Regions from separate parts of the Zea mays genome. Here all the other regions are linked to region 2. Evidence: chromatin contacts called from public Hi-C data. All regions are on one chromosome and are shown on one strand. The core of a region is the stretch at or near the end of the contact, and the rest is flanking DNA. Distances in the headings are between cores, read along the strand shown.

What was found. Hi-C and Micro-C count contacts between places; a contact is called where the count stands out from the background.
Region 1: a contact with region 2 is called in a Hi-C map of bundle sheath, with 2.3 times the contacts expected there. The contact joins the promoter of LOC103638764 here to the promoter of LOC109623449 in region 2. A contact is called at or near these places in 5 of 25 Hi-C or Micro-C datasets (bundle sheath, ear, leaf and 1 more).
Region 3: a contact with region 2 is called in a Hi-C map of ear, with 4 times the contacts expected there. The contact joins the promoter of LOC100281081 here to the promoter of LOC109623449 in region 2. A contact is called at or near these places in 17 of 25 Hi-C or Micro-C datasets (bundle sheath, ear, endosperm and 6 more) and 2 of 3 datasets of contacts at active chromatin or transcription factors (leaf and seedling).
Region 4: a contact with region 2 is called in a Hi-C map of ear, with 4 times the contacts expected there. The contact joins the promoter of LOC100278947 here to the promoter of LOC109623449 in region 2. A contact is called at or near these places in 12 of 25 Hi-C or Micro-C datasets (bundle sheath, ear, leaf and 3 more).

Annotation. Positions count from the first base shown.
Region 1 is chr9:103,576,868-103,579,649 of Zm-B73-REFERENCE-NAM-5.0, reverse strand. LOC103638764 reads right to left here and starts at 1,306. Exons shown (of 3, transcript XM_008661583.4): 1 at 946-1,306.
Region 2 is chr9:103,786,552-103,789,291 of Zm-B73-REFERENCE-NAM-5.0, reverse strand. LOC109623449 reads right to left here and starts at 1,321. Exons shown (of 7, transcript NM_001348467.1): 1 at 1,019-1,321.
Region 3 is chr9:103,979,891-103,982,607 of Zm-B73-REFERENCE-NAM-5.0, reverse strand. It overlaps LOC100281081 (potassium transporter 10), which reads right to left and starts at 1,360. Exons shown (of 9, transcript NM_001154000.2): 1 at 1,098-1,360; 2 at 363-912; 3 at 183-236. The coding sequence starts at 1,172.
Region 4 is chr9:103,653,058-103,655,846 of Zm-B73-REFERENCE-NAM-5.0, reverse strand. It overlaps LOC100278947, which reads left to right and starts at 1,520. Exons shown (of 1, transcript NM_001364508.1): 1 at 1,520-2,113. The coding sequence starts at 1,664. The coding sequence ends at 1,861.

The DNA of each region.
Region 1 (2,782 bases), core at 57-2,556, 210 kb after region 2:
TTGTCCATAGGTGAGGGGAGTAATTTGTACTTTTTCCATTAATAATTTTAAAGTGATAACAAACATCTCCAATGGTTAAATGCAATGTTTAATAACAACCCAAACATCAGTAGTTCAGCAGTTCAGCTTCATAAATAGTTGTAGAAATATAGGATTTCATGTGCAAACAGAAGGTACTGCCCCTATGGAAATGACTAGATATCTAAGGTGTGATTGGTTTCATGCATGCAGTCAGAACAGGCTGGTTGGATGCAGCATGCAGGAGGTAGATGTTTGGTTCGACGGACGTCCACATGGGCAAGGATTTGTGGGTGCAAATTAGGCCAAGAAATGAAATGGGATTTTGTTTCTGGGGAGCCTAGCTCACGCAGTGCACGTCACATGTCTGCTGCTCTCTTGGCGCCTGCACAAGGCGAGTAGGGAGAGACCAACCAATCAAGCTATGCGATGAGATGGTATGGATGGAAACATGAACCAAAGAAGGTGCTCCTACATGCAGAGACCCTGGCTGCCACATGTCAGCCTGGCTACCTAGAAAGTAGAAACCAGAACTAATCACGCCCCTAGTGAGCGGACTGAATGGCAAAACTAGTAACTGGAGGATTCCAGGCTTTCCTCTGCCACAAGCAAACTTGAAATAAACTCGGTGTGGGAATAATAGCGATGTTTTGATTCATGTGCATTTTAAACATATCTTCCAGGATGAAATACAAGTGAAGAATTGAACTTGTTGCTTCTTTTCTCAAGGAGGCGCTCAGTGTACCATGATACATTACTTTGAGAAAGCAAGCGGCAGATAAGCGGGCACAGAAAAACCTAATCGAAGTTCTGGTTTTCAGTAGTACGGATCCGTGTGGCCGACTAGGATTAATGAAGCCGAATTCAAGAAGTCACGGACAAACCCCAGGAAGCACTTGACTCCCACAGAACAGGTGTATCGATTACCTGGGTCGCGGCGGGATCTGCTGGTCGAAAGCGCGGGGATCCTACCCTCTGGTGTCAGCGGCACGAAGGGAGGACACCCGGCAGCGGAACCGGCGGTAGGCGCCAAGCGTAGGCTCAACTACGACGAGAAGCTGCTCGACGCGCGCGAGCGGTGGGGGCGTGGCCAGCAACGGGGCTCCCGGTTCCGGCCGCCGCTGGTCTGACTCGGGGATAAGGCGGTCATGTGCCCGGGTGCGGCTTCCGATCTAGGGTTTGCGTGCGGGGTCCACGCGTCACACGCATCCCGCATTCCCCAATCCCCATCTCATCTCTCTCTTCTTTATCTATACTATTTGTACTGTCTATTAAGTCAATAATGTACACGGTTATTGTGCCTCCGTTAGGTTTAAAAACGGACGGATCAAATCCCACCCGACCTGTGGGGACAGATATCCCCGGGTCCACTAGAAGGCGAAAGGCCCTCGCGTGGGGCATCGGGCCAGTTACCTCGCAAGGCCATCCCTTCATGGGCAGGACAAAAACTACTAGCGTAATGGGCCGACATGAGAAGGTGACAGACACAGACTCAAGCTCAGGCATCCCGTCAAATCATGTGTTATCCAAAGATACCGTCCGACTTTCCCACGCGTGGCGCCCACAAATGTCGGCGCGGATTAGGGATGAATCGGCGATGTTTTCGGAAGAACAGTTCAGTCGGTTCACTATTATTTAGGAAATATGTGATCATGATGTAAGTATGGAGTGCCCTACGGTCGTGTATATAAGGCGCAGAGGGTACCACATCATTTTCATTCCCATCTACCTATCTCATTAGCTTCTCTCCATCCAGGAGACATCGCTTGTAACCCACCACATATAGATCCACACCAGGAAGTAGGGTATTACGCCTCTCCAAGCGGCCCGAATCTGCAGAAAATTGTTTGTCTCTCTCTTTCGTGCATCCAGCAAGAACCATTGAGTTACACTCAACAGCACTTTCCTACCCAAAAGCACCACAAGGGTAACCCTAGGTGTGTGGTCGGGCTCTAAACACCGACAGCTGGCGCGCCGGGTAGGGGGGTGTCGTTGATCCAAGCTAGCTCAATGGCCATCACCTCCAAGTGCAAGATCGCCCTTCGTCCCGAGACTATGTTCTGCTTTGGAACCATCTCATCCGTAGTAGATGAAGAGGAAACTCTGCACCGCATAGCAGATCCGCCGGAGAAGAAGCTTTCCTCGGAAATCCCGAGGAGAGCCAGAGCAGAATAGCGGGTGGTGCCACCACCCACATCTCAAGCGAAGATGACCTCTTACAAACCGAAGGCCGGAGCTCACCTACCCGAAAAACTCTGATGTCCACCTCGCCCACAAAGGAGTGGACACGGATCACTCGAAAGAAGGAAGCAAACATTCTGAGTTAGGGGACGAGAGCACGCTGAGCCGTCTTTCCGACACCTTCACCCTCAAAGGAGGACGGAAAGAAGAGCGCCATCGCGACGACTCCTTTCTACCCCGACGTCCTCTTCATCGGGGGAGATTAGAGTCATCACCCATCTCCGACGATGAGTCTACCATGCAAGGGGAAGAACCTACCCAGCGTGAAGCACGACAACGGAGGAACAGACGCCGGAACGTGCGACGACATTACGAAGCTAAGGAACGGGATCCAGCGCAGCCCGTATCCCGGGACGAAGCCTCAGAAGTAGGAGAATCTCCCAACGAGCGAGTACACCGGGAAAGGCGAAACTCTTGCCGCTGCGATCGTCGACAAGCTCAGGACCGAGAACGAGAGCAAGCCGAGCAAGGTGCAAGGCTGCGCCGAGAGAACCCTCTCTTTGCTCGGAACCTATACTCTGAC
Region 2 (2,740 bases), core at 72-2,571:
TTCCTCACGATGGAGGATGGAGTAAGGTATGGCGAGCATCATAGCTCGGCATACCGAGCGCTCCGCCACTGATAATGCCCTTCCATAGCCCAACTCAGCCATATACTCACCTTTAGCTCCCAAACATGTGTGAGATTCAACCCGGTCCATTTTGAATATAATAATTCTCAAAAACATGTCGGCCAGCTTTCAATGCCTGGCCTAGCTACGACCCAACCACTTATTCATGAAGTATCCAACTATACCCGATCAGGAACTAAAAAATGGTCCCCTCCGCGACTTTGGTGTAGCATTTGAAGCCGTCATACTCCAACCCAGAGGTGAAAGAACCTAAACATGCTTCTGAAACCGTAAAAAAAAGAACTTTTATGCAATCATGGGTGCATCCATGGTTCCTGACCTTCGTGTTATATCCGATACTCCCCAACTATCCGAAGAAACAGACAATACTTTGTTTTTCGAAGAACTAGTACTAAAATGTTATAGTCAGACTATCTTCAGTAGCTTATCCATATCTATATCTATATCTATATCTATATTTAAACTTTATTCTGCGAATAATACAATCTACAGAATAAAACGGTATTCAGGGTAAACTTCAGCTGAACCGATGTAGTCGGCCTCGGAGTCAGATGCGTTGAACAGCTAGATATGGTACACTGGTTGCTGGGACGGGTAATGGTCAACAACCAGCCTCCAAAACCAAAACGATAACGTACTATAGTCCCTGGAGATCTGCGCTGGCAGAAAGAAAGCTAAAAAAATAAAAAATTGCGAGGGCACAAGCTTCTAGTTCTAGCCTGCCAAGCTCAACCTGACCGAGCGGAGAGGTTCTTAATCCTCCTATTCCTATCTTAGCGACGACGACGGACGACCCATCCAAAGAACTACGTGGAGAGATTTATGAGGTCGACAAGCTATAAGGCTATAATAACTAGCTAGGTAGGTAGGATCGGAGTCGGAGAAAACAAGCCAAGGAGTCGGCGGTGGGGATGGCGAAGCGGGTGTGTGGGCGCACCTTGGGAGAGAGCAGTACGAAGGGTGGCGGCGGCGGCGGCGTCGGCGGCCATTCTCTCTTGCTGCCGACTCCGGGCTCCTGGAGAAGTGAGTGCCTTCCTGCCTGCCTCTGTCCGCCTCCTTGGAGCAGCAGGTGATAGATAGATATAGTTCACGGAGCGGAGCGCGCGGGCGGGCGGGCAGGCTCAGTTTTTTTTATGCGAATGGCGTAATGGTAGTTACCCTTTATTCAGAGGTTGTTTGGGGACAGGGCAAGGAGACAGAGGAGTCCCGACCCGAGGATGAAGAGATCAGAGGTGGACACAGCGATCCAGTTCGAGTGACCACCGAGGCCCGAGCAGCATGTCCACGTCGCGGATCCCCTCCCCCTCAGCTGCGGCCTGCGGAGCTGCCCCGCGCCTTCGTTCGCCCTTCGCTTTCTCAATGGCCGAGCGCAACCGCACGCACAGGCACGGCGGCGGCGGCTGCCGGCCGCGGGCACTCACTCTCGTAACGGGTGACGTTACCTTCTGCGACTTGTGGGAGCACAAGGAGAGAAAAACGTTCATTGTTGTACGCGCGTGCGTCTATAGTTGTAGTACTATAGAACAGAGGAAAAGGTTGCGGAGAAGCGCCGCCTGCGCGCCGGACTAAATGTTTATGGCTTTGGTTCGTGATCAGTTCAGTTCGATTTGGATCGACTTGTTTAAATTTTTTATGAGCTGAGTTATAAATCTATTTTGGTTGGTTAACGAGCTAGATCGGTTTGTTAACGAACCGGCTCGTGAGATAAACGAGATATCACGAACCGCTGGAGATCTTGAATATTGGAATAGGGACAGCTGGAGGTACTCTCACGCCGTTTCGAAACACAGCGGAGCGATGTGCATGTGTCTGTCTGTGTCCACAGGAATGAAGTGCACCGCGTGGCGTGGGCGCGTGGCAACCGCGGAGAGCGCTCCCTCGAATTAAAATAACATGGAAGGGAATGAAGTGCGACAGGTTGTAGGTTGGGCGTTGAATTTTGCTGCTCAGCAGGGTCATCACGTGTGGACCGCCGGTCAGTGGATGGTGCGAGGTCACGTCGACCAAGGAAGGATTCAAGCACGACGAGGCCACAGACGGATTCGTTTCTCGCCGGGAAATCACCGAATTTCGGTGAAGATTAAAGATTTCCCGAATTTCTGTGAACTTTTCTGTTTTTGCTGCAGAACGAGATGCGAATTTCGGTCCGTTTTTTATGGATTTCGGTTTCAAATTCAAAAATATAATTTTGTGGGCTGATTGGTTCGCTTGGTGAGGCGTTTGGCTGATTGGTTGAGTCTAAATGAAGCTTGGCCTTAGATGATATATATAGTTTATATAATATAAGCCTAGAACTTTCAATATCTAATGTAAACCTAAGTCATACGTGACATCCGGTTGAGCCGAACTAGGTTCGGGTGTTTATAAAAAGATCCAGACCTATAGGGATTAGGGTTTAGGGGTTTGGAGGTGGTTGTAACCGCGTGAGGTGCGAGTGGTGGCGAGCGACGGCCGGACGTCGACGACGACTTCCTGCGGCGCGAGACGTGAGCGGCGGTCCCAAGCGACATCGGCGCTCCCAAGCGACATCGGCGAGCGGCGGCCGTGACTGCCTGAGGCGCGAGCGGTGGCGGCGACCGCGACTTTCCGAGGCCCGATCGGTGGCGGTTGCGACGACCTTTCGAGGAGCGAGCGATGATGGATGCGATGACCGTCCGTG
Region 3 (2,717 bases), core at 111-2,610, 190 kb before region 2:
TTAAGAAGTCGCTGAAACCAAGTCCGGAACACAATTGTATGATTGCATCAGGAAACTTTAAGGTGGACCCTGATGCATTTAACTAACAACTTGAATCGATGAACAGTACCTATAAAGCTACAAAGACAAATCTAGACTCAACAAATACAAAATCAATAGGAGGGCGATGATTGGATCCTTACACTTATGATGTTCCTTCTCCATGGACAGCTCCAGCCCGGAAACTGCAGAGAACACTGCAACAGCAGAGCAGCATGTCAGAATCAGAACTACACAGCACAGCAACACAGCCCAAACAAGTCGAGAGCAGCGGAGCCCATCAGCCATCAGGCAAGGCGAAAGGCGTTCGTTGACTCACTCACCGGAGATGGCCGGCGTGAGCACACCGTCGCCGATCACCATGCAGGTGCCCACCAGCGCCAGCACGAGCAGCACACGCTGCAGCACCTTGTGCCGCTCCAGCAGCCTCCTGACGCTGGCAGCAGCGCCCCCGCCCAGCGTCACTGCATTGCCGTTCTGCGCCGTAGCCTTCTTGGTGCCACCGTCGGCTCCGTCCAAGAACTGGTCCTCGTCCCCGGCGGCGGTTCGTCCTGGCGGGAGGAGCGCGGCGCGCGCGTGGCGGCAGAGGAGGGAGTAGAGCGCGAAGGTGCCTCCTTCGCCGTGGTCGTCGGCGCGGAGGACGACGCAGACGTACTTGAGGAGCGGGACGAGCGTGAGCGTCCAGAAGACGAAGGAGAGCACGCCGAGGATCTCCTCGTTGCTCTCCGTGTGCTGGATGTCCTCCGCGAACGCCGCCTTGTACACGTACAGCGGCGACGTGCTGAGGTCGCCGTAAACCACGCCAAGGCTCTGGTACGCCAGGCTCAGCGTCATCCGCCATGGCACCCCGTTCCGTCCTCCCCGCTTCTCCTCCTGCGGGCACAGCACAGCCACACAAACAAAAGAAATCAGCACATTTCAGGACCGGAACCCTCCAAGATCGCAAGAAAACCGACGGACAAGGGCATTCTGAGATTCAGGAGCCACGGCGACGGCGAACAAGAGCCGCCCGACAAGATTGGACCTTCGAAACACCAGGCAACCCCGGTCCACCATACCTCGTCATCGGGAGGAGTGCCCGGCAGCGGCGGCGATGGCGGCGCCTCGGGATCCATGACAGGAGGGCTCTTCATCGCGGCCTCCACCGCCCGGTAACTCCGGTCTGCTCTTGTAACCGAAGAGAAGAAGAGAGACACTTGAGGACTAGTGGGGAAGTTGGGATTAGGTGAAGGTGACGGCGTCGCACAGCGGCCTCACCCCGGTTCTTGGTTTCTCGGGCGTTAGGAATTTGAGCAGGAGGCGTGACAGGATGTGATTCGGTGAGTATATTTGAAGGCCCTGAGGTTTTTAAGGTGGTCAAAGCAACAAAACAGGGGCAAGCTACATTGGCGTGAGGGACAACCAGAAACCGCAGGGGCCAGGCCGCCAGGGGACGGAGGAAGCGGAAGGAAGGAGACGAGAAGTGGAGAACGCGGGAGAGAGAAATAGAGAATATAGGGGTGGCGAGTGGGACACAAAGGGCTAGTCCAAAAACCGGAGATAATTAGAGAGAATAAAATCTCTTTTTTAAGGTTAGTTTGACCATTTTATTTTTCTAAAGAATTTTTATTTTTAAAAATAAATTAGTTTATTTTTATTTTTAAAAATAAATTAGTTTATTTTTATTTTAATAAAATAAAAATCTCTTAAAAATAGGATTATCAAATTAGTTTTTATTTAAAATTAAATAAGCAGTAGATTTTAGCATCACCAATCTCGTTTGATTCTCTAGCTTCCCAACTACTCCGAAGAGAAGAGACGAAGGGATCATAAAAAAGAAGCGGAGAAAGTGGCGCTTTTCCCTTTTGCCAAAGGGCGTGTCTGGTTGCTTGGTGTGGCCCTCACGTCCTTATGCCAGAAGTCTTCTAAAATCTTACTCTGGTCTAATGAAAACTATTTAGATTTTCTCTTCTAAACTTTCAAGCTCTAATAATTATAAAGTGATTCTATCTCTAAAAGTTTTAAAGCACTTTAGTTTAGTTTTTAAGCTCTCTAATATAAGATAGACTAAAAATAAGAGGAAAATTTAGAGTTTAATGGGTACTAATTTTTAGTCCCTCTACTTTATTATATTTTTATCTTTAAATTGCCAAATAAGTAAACTAAAACTCTATTTTAATTTTCATATTTAGCAATTTAGGAACTAAAATATAATAAAATGTAGAGGTTAAAAATTAGTCCTTATAAACCAAACATCCCCTTAGATTGTTTGTATAGAGCTTTAATTAAAAACTTAAGTTTCGATTAGATAATATAAACAGACTTTAAATTACCATTTATCGGGCTATTTGCATAAAATTGGTTTCTATATCTTTTTGCTCTCTGATAGTTTTATATATCTTATTGTACTTTTCGTGTACTTTAGAGGATCATTTTTTTATTCTTGACAGGCACAGATCTGAAATAAAAGGCCAGTATATTTCGATAACCAAATAAAACTGTTAGAGAATATTTTTTTCACACAAATCTCTATTCATATCAATTATTCAAAAAGGATATAAAGAGTGGCTTGTAGTTGCTCTCATCTCTATCATTGCAAATACTGGATACCCCATCCTATACGTTATTATAGGTAACATTTATTATCTAAAACAGATGATAGCACCTTTAGATATAATATACAAAATAATAAAGAAGTG
Region 4 (2,789 bases), core at 271-2,770, 130 kb after region 2:
GTTGAGAGGAAGAACAGAACCTTGATCGCTCTTGCAAGAACTATCATTGATGAGTATAACACATCGGAGAGGTTTTGGGACGAAGCTATCAACACAACCTGTTATGCATCAAATCGGTTATTTTCTCATCGGTTGCTTGAGAAGACTTCATGTGAATTGCTCAATAGGAAAAGCCAGATATCTCCGTCTTCCGAGTGTTTTGGTGCATATGCTACAATTACAATAGACGTCTACACCTAGAGAAGTTTCAAAGAAGATGCATGTGATATTGGTTTCTTACTTAGCTACTCATCAAAGTCCAAAGCATATCTAGTATTCAACCGTGCATGCCACGGTTTGGTAGAAGAAACATATCGAGTATTCAACTTGCACTTTGCAGTGATGGGATTATTAGCGGCAGCTTTTTTCAGGAAGTTTTGTTCTTCTTTTGACCGGTCCTACTACCAAACTGCTGTACATCGTCCATGATCATCGTTCTTAATTCTTATCTTCGTTGTTAATCCTTATCTCACTTGCATTGACCTAAATGCGTCTAGCTTGTTGCTGTGGGAGACATGTGCGATAATTACGCGTGCTGAAAGGTAAGAAGAACAAGCACCAATTCGCTGCGACGACTATATATACCGTCCCTAAACGGTAAGGAATAAGAGAGTTAAGTGAATGGTGTTCTTTGTCTCTCTTTCAGGCAATAGGTTTGCTCAATACAAGCCGTACACTCTAACGAGGTAGCCTAAGCTGCGAAGGAAAGTCGTGCAAATCTGTCTACACTTGTAAATACTAACCGCTTTACAGAAAAGGTCGATCGATAATATCACAAACAGTGAATAGTAGTGCGATCTCTCACCACAAGTAGTAGGTAGACCAAATCTTGATGAACGTATATTTACTAATTATTTTTACTCCGGTTTTTTATTTGTCACGTTTTAGTTTAAAATGAACTAGCGAGTGTGAGAAATATTCGAGAACGAAGGTAGTATAAAAAAATGCTGAAATGACCGCACGTATTAGTGACTCCGAGATGCCGGCTTATCGTCGCCACAAACTTTTATTTGCTATCTGAGCACTCGTCTAGCTATTCCTTATCTCAACTGCATGATGTCATAAAAGATTAACAAATGCTCTATGCAGTACCTTAAAACCAGTAGCTATAGCTAGCTAGCTAGCTTGGGTGATCGTGTGAATATATGGAAAGCCCATTTGCCTTCAATTATTACCATAATATATTCATGACAATTAAGCCATCTAGCACTCGGTTCAATGTTCGCAGAGCAAAACTACCTGTTGCAGCGGTTCATCCACGAAGATAGCTGCAGTGCAGGAGTCTGAAGAAAGAATCTGCAGTCAGCTCAGGTCACCGTGTGAAGACTGAAGAGTCTATTCGTCGTCTCGTCCCGACGTGCACAACGCGTGGCCCGCTCGATGAGCCGTCGGATGCCGCCGCAGAAATGATCTCCTGGCCCCGCTGCGCGCACCCTCCGCTATAAATTGGGGAGGACCCGGCGGCCCTCGGAACACAACTACTGAACTAGCTAGCAGCAGCAGCAGTTTCCTAGTGAGCTTAGTGCGTCCAGTGCCTGACAACTGTCGTCTGTGCTGTGCTCCGAGAGAAGCTTAGAGCGCCAGCAGGCAAGAAGAAGCTTCGGGGTCATCGGTCGCCGCCGGAATGGGAGCCAGCCTGTCTTGCTTCGGCGGGTCAGAAGGCGGGTACTACGCCGACGAGCCGGGGTACGAGCAGCCGCGGCGGTCGTCCAGGAAGGTGCGGCCGAGCGACGAGGACGGCCTGTGGTACGTAGGCGAGCGCGACGTCGACATGAAGGCGTCGGCGTTCATCGCCAGGTTCCATGCCACCGCCTCGAGCTAGGCCCTGCAGGAGTGTCCATGTGCACGGCGCCGATCATATACCACCATGTGAAATCTTTAGTCTATCTGTGTCTCTCGAGCCTGCTCATGCCTCTGCTCGAGATAATCTCTCTAGTCACTAGCGCTTCCTTCTTCCTTCTTCCCCGACTGATGGTTAGCTTAGTTCGCTTCATTTTCCGTTAATTACTACTGTACGTGCTTGACACTATACTTAAGCCCCATGCATGTCAATATATCCATCTACTTACTCTCTCAAATATCGTCTGTAACTATGTAAGGATGTGTACATCTGTTCCTCCGTCCTAAATAAAGGCAATGCTGGACGAGCTTTTAGGTGTATATATATATGCATGTGGACAAGAAGTTTGGTTTTCAAAACGAAATGCTTAGCTAGTTTTCTTTTTGGCGAATTCAGAAAGATTTGTTGAAAATTGAGGAACTATCGCAACGCTAAGAGGGTGTTTGATTTTTATGGACTAATTTTTAGTCACCTCATTTTATTCCATTTTTTGTCACTCCGCAAATCTAATCTGCTGTCTCCCAGCAGTTTTGCCGAAGCAAATGTTTACCCATTTTTGTGCTTTGTTTTTTTCCCCATTTTTTTCTCCTAAATGATGAGGGGATACTTATACAGTGATGGGCTGATCAAGAAACTGGCAATCTTATATGAAGAGATGGACTGTTGATTATACTCGTGTACCTACTTGTTTTGATCAACGAAAAACTACAGTCTCCTAGTCTTCAACAGTTTGACTTGTATATATGCTGGATAAATCAATCATATCCAGTTTAAATTTGCAGATAGTATCGTCTATAACTTGATCATTCAAGGCTTCATCGGTCACAACATGATGTTTGTTTTTAACTGAACTAATTTTTAATTTGCACTTCACCATTAAAACCTAGAATGATCACAACAGCATGATGTT